2 separate regions of the Capsicum annuum genome follow, and region 1 is linked to region 2. A link is a contact called in public Hi-C data. All regions are on one chromosome and are shown on one strand. The core of a region is the stretch at or near the end of the contact, and the rest is flanking DNA. Distances in the headings are between cores, read along the strand shown.

Region 1 (2,700 bases), core at 155-2,654, 67 kb after region 2:
ATTACAGAGCAAACAGTTGAAGCAGACATGTTGACGGAGAGCTGCTTCAGCCGTCCAACTCTCTCTTGTATAATAAGAGAAAAAAATATATATATATATATATATATATATATATATATGAATTCCAGGAAGTAAAATATACAATATAAATTAAATCGGAGAGAGTATGAAACATGTCAAGTAAAATGAGTGAGCATATATATATCTCTCTTATATATAAGTGTCATCATGTAGGACACCGTTGCTTGTTTCAAGCAAAGTTTGATCATAAATTTAGATATGAAATTTTTAAATTTTTAAAATTAAATTTATATATTTGAATATTACGTAAAAAATATTATAAATTATAATAATTATTTATTTAAAATATTGGAATATGTATTAAAAAATTATGATTAAATATAGATATATCTGAATTCCAGGAAGTAAAATATACAATATAAATTAAATCGAAGGAGTATAAAACATGACAAGAGAGAGAAAGTTGGGAGGTTAAAGTTAGTGTCAACACAGCTGGCTGCACGTCGACCTGTCAACCTGTTGGGACCTAACTATACCAAATTTATGGTGACACATACATATATATCTTTGGATTCTCATCAATAACAAAGGGAAATAACTTTAAAATGGAAGGAGTGAGTTATACTTTAAAAAATGAGTAAATAAAGTGAGTTTTTAAATATGTTGGGTAATCTGTTAGTCTCATTTTTAACTCAACTCCAATATTAAAAATAATTATTTTAATAATTTATTTAATTAGTAAAATTAAAATAATTTTATTATACTTTTTTCATTGTAATGTTAGTATTAATTAAAATTAAATAACTATATAAAGCAATAATAGTTTAATTTAGAGTTTTAAATATTATTACTTTAATAAAATACGGCTTTAATTAAAGATTTCTTAAGATGTATGTAGTCAAATAAATAAAACGGAGAGAGTACTTAAAATTGAGAATATGAGTCATTTGATTTTGAGTTCGTCTCGTGTTCTTCCATAAGAGTAAATTTATGCTAAAATATAATGGGAGAAATATATTTAGATCAAAATATACGAAAAGGATATATTTAAATCAAAACTCAAATAAAATATATGTTTAAATTATTTTTGATGGTAGAGAAATATATTTATCGACTTTTGTACTTCTTTCACGTCTTCTTTTAGATTGTATTTTGTATTGAGCCAAGTGTCTATCAGAAATAATCTCTCTATACCTCAATTTTAAAGTAATAATACGGATTATGTATACTTTATTCTATTTAAATTTAATCATATTAAAATATATTGAGTATATTATTACTGTAGCAGAGATTGAAATATATTTAAATTAGTGTGGGGGGGGGGGGGGGAGGAGGGATGGATATTTTATATTATGTGTGGATATTTTTTCCAAACAATGGTGGTGACAGATTTCGGCTGCATGAACATTGAACAAGTTGTTAGTACACTACTTCTTGTTTGCCTTTTACTTCTGTCATTATTATAATTATTACTCATTAGAAAATGTATATTACAAGGTTTGCAAGTGGTAACGTTTGAGTTAATTTTGGTAATTGCAAATATTCACTCCGCTTTCCAATGTTTGCATTATCCTTCTTTTGTTTTCATAATGCAAAATGATTTTCTGGATCCCTATATTATATCGATTTTGTAAGTTAAATACTTTTACTTGTATATTTGTCCTTTGAATTCTTGAACCCATTACAAAATAATATTTTGTACCCTTTGACTGTTAACCTCGCCCATGCGGCATTGAAATGATGATCAGGACAAGGAGAGTGTAGTCATTCACTTGGAGGTACTAGTGGGGGTTAATATTTAAAAAAAATAAAAAAAATCTTCTCCACTCCACCCCAGCCCGTCCCCATCCCACCCCACCCCAGCCCCTTTCATAAAATAATTTTTAAAAAAATGAAAATATTAAAATTAAAAAATAATTAAAAAGGCTTTTTTTTCTTTTTTTTTTTTTTAATTTAAAATTTTTAAAATAATATATATTTTTTTTAAAAAAAAACCTTCCCCACTCCACCCCAGCCCGTCCCCCCTCCCCTCACGCAGCCCATCCCACCCCCTTCCAGTCCCTTCACCCCACCCCAACACCCGCCCCTCCCCTCCCCACCCCCACCCCATTCCGTCCCCAACCCCCCACACCTCACCAGCCCCGTCTAGCCCCTCCCCACCCCACCCTCAGCTCCCACCCCTACCAGCCCCATCCCCACCCCACCCTCACCCCAACACTTTTCCAGCCCCCCCCCCCACGTTTACTTTTTATTTTAATTTTTCTTCTCAATTCAATTCTTTTCATTTTTTAATTAAAATTTAAATTTGAAATCTTTTTAGTTTTTGGGGATTAAAATTTAAATTTAAATTGAAAGTGAGTGATTGTAAATATTGAAAAAAAATAGTGAATTTCTCTTGAAAAAAATTAAACTTTTTGTGAATTGTTAAAAATATTCAAATTTAAAAATCAAAAAATTATTATGTTTGTATTTACGAATTTATAGTTAAAAATTTAAATTAGTTGGAGAAGAATTTTAATTATTTGGAATGGAATTGATGTTTAATTTGTGAGCAAAAATAAAAACATGATTATTCAAATTTTTCTACAATTTATAAATTTTTCTTATTTAATTAAATTAATTTTAATATTTAATTTATTATGTAGCATTTTAAAAATGACTTGAAATTTAATGTAATAT
Region 2 (2,700 bases), core at 109-2,608:
CACCCACCTCCCCCAACCCTCCTAACTAGAGATTCCACCCTATTTCCGTTAGTGAAAATAACAATTTGTCCTTTATTAGTCAGTTGTTGATAAATCAATGGGGCATGTTCCAAGTGTAAACGTCAGTGAAGGCACAGCTTTCCATGTGTTAATGATTCTGATTTCATGTAGACGTTCCTTTCATTATGGCACTGGCTGATTTCTTTTTTAACAATCACATTTAGGTATGTTGATCTGAAAGCATGTATTACACGATTGCCTGAAGAAGGATATGGTGCAAATATTACCACTTGGCCTTCACGCCTGCAGTATCCTCCAGATAGGCTCCAGAGCATACAAGTAGATTCTTTTATGTCTAGGAAAGAGCTCTTCAGGGCAGAGTCAAAATTCTGGAACGAAATAATTGGAAGCTATGTCCGTGCTTGGCATTGGAAGAAGCTCAAACTTAGAAATGTAATGGATATGAGAGCTGGTTTTGGAGGGTACCGTCTTCCATACTTCTTGTTGTTGGCTTCCTCTTTGTCATTGTGCACTTTAATCGTCTGATCAGCATTATGCTTCTAAAGTTTGTGGAAAGAATAATGTCCAATTAATTGCTTTTTTTTCAACAGATTTGCAGCAGCATTAATTGAAAATCAACTGGATTGCTGGGTTCTAAATGTTGTCCCTGTTAGTGGTCATAATACCTTACCTGTCATCTTTGACCGTGGACTACTTGGAGTCATGCATGATTGGTAAGAGTTGCTCATCCTTCACAGCATTTAATTAGTGGTTAGCATTTACCATGCGATCATTCTTTAACTTATGTTAGCAATACCAATATGACTTCGAAAAAAGAGAGAAAAGGAAATGGAGGAGAAAGGAGACAATACCGTTGATTTTTTTGTCTGTACGTATAATCTATAAGATATACTAGTCTGGCATATTTTACATCCTATCCTTTGCCAACATGAAGAATTACAATTACTCAGAAAGCATGCAGTGTATTCTGTAGAAAGTCGGTTGCATGAAATACATGTGACATCGTTTTATCCACGTGGACCGTCCTTAAAGGGTTGTTCAATTTTCCAGGTGTGAACCATTTGATACTTACCCAAGAACCTATGACCTATTGCACGCAAATGGTCTCTTCTCGATTGAACAGAAAAGGTACATCTTTATTCCTGATTAATTGCTTCATGAATGATAATTTTGGTCCAACTCTGCATCTAAAAGATCTTATGGATTGTGTGGAGTGGGACTGTTTGACCCCCAAAAATGATGCCCTGATGTTGTGTTTGATTCTATGTACCAGATGCAACATGTCCACAATCATGCTCGAAATGGACCGGATACTAAGGCCAGGTGGACATGCGTACATCCGAGATTCCGTCGCTGTCATGGATGAACTTCAGGATATTGGGAAAGCCATGGGTTGGCATGTAACTGTGAGAGACACATCTGAAGGTCCTCATGCAAGTTACAAGATATTGGTAGGTGACAAACACCTTTTACGAGGTAAACGATGACAAGAAAGGAGAAGCCAACATTCGTGTCTGGTCATGGCAAGATCAAACAACTCCATGGACACATCAAACCTCATGTTTCTACAGTACTTGGACCTGAAAGAGCCTTGCTAACATGGCAATCTTTCTTTGTCCGGGGCTGTTGTTTGTACCATGTAGCATATAACAATGTACAGCAGAAGATGGTATAGCTTCACACGATCAAGACATGTGTGACATTACCAACAGGGGAAATTTACTTAGCCCATAAAAGGATAGGTGTGGAAGTTACATAGCTCAGTGTTTTATTTGTTTTAATTTATTGTTCTGTGATTATGGGGTTTCTTTTATTCATGAGTTTAACTGTTCACTTGAACTGAGAAATCTAAACAAATAATTCCAGGAACTTTAGAACAGAAAAAGAAGCTATGCAACAGATCTATATATATGTAACTTTTTGGTGAACTTAACATCTTGCAGTAAAATGTGCAAGAATTTGAAATTCTTATATGTGAAACTCCAACACAGTATGTTGTAGTTTCGAATATTTACTACTGAAGCTTTGACACTGTGCAGGAGTTAAGTTTTTGTTGGAACATTTCAACATTGAATAATGCATTTTTTTTTTATTTTTTTTTTGGAAAAATAACATAAACATACATCTTTTACTTAACATATTTACAAATTTTCACCCTTACAGAGTAATTACAAAAATCTCAACTAATTTTGTATTTTTATTGGATATATCAAGAGCTAATTATATATCTTGGTTGATCAAAAATCGAAAAGAATATTTCGGGAACTAATTATGTATTTTTACAAAAAAAAATGTATCGTTATTGGATGTATTATGTATTTTGATGGACCTAAATTCAGAAAAAGAATATATCAGGAGCTAATTATGTATTGTTACAACGGAAAAAATATATTTTCGTTGATGTATTAGGAGCTAATTATGTATTTTGATAAATCTAAAATTAATTTTTTTAATAATTATGTAAAGGGTAGGAATTTTCTATATTAAGCTCTAAACTATTGAGATTTGTATTGTTTTTTTTTTTTCCTTGGTAAAAGTTGTATTTTCTGATTTGTTAAGACAAATTGCTTGAAAACAAATGTCATTTCATCTTTAAATCACTTGAAAGAAGCAATATATCCCTCAATACATTGTGTTAGAATTTCACATAAAATGAGGTTTTTGTTGTAATATAAAGAC

The links. Hi-C and Micro-C count contacts between places; a contact is called where the count stands out from the background.
Region 1: a Hi-C map of leaf shows a contact between it and region 2, with 3 times the contacts expected there. The contact joins two enhancer-like sites. A contact is called at or near these places in 2 of 5 Hi-C or Micro-C datasets (leaf and placenta).

The regions. Positions count from the first base shown.
Region 1 is chr5:210,034,642-210,037,341 of UCD10Xv1.1, forward strand. All of the region lies in intron 1 of LOC124898763 (a long non-coding RNA gene), which reads left to right. Among protein-coding and RNA genes, the nearest start is that of LOC124898763, 3.0 kb to the left of the region's middle. Within about 2 kb of position 1,405, at least 3 of the 5 cell types and tissues checked have an H3K27ac peak or open chromatin away from gene starts, as enhancers often do. A contact at or near this core is called in leaf, where this site is marked.
Region 2 is chr5:209,968,158-209,970,857 of UCD10Xv1.1, forward strand. It overlaps LOC107871197 (probable methyltransferase PMT11), which reads left to right. Exons shown (of 9, transcript XM_016718040.2): 6 at 225-482; 7 at 612-734; 8 at 1,072-1,149; 9 at 1,295-2,059. The coding sequence ends at 1,508. Among protein-coding and RNA genes, the nearest start is that of LOC107871197, 11 kb to the left of the region's middle. Within about 2 kb of position 1,359, at least 1 of the 5 cell types and tissues checked has an H3K27ac peak or open chromatin away from gene starts, as enhancers often do. A contact at or near this core is called in leaf, where this site is marked.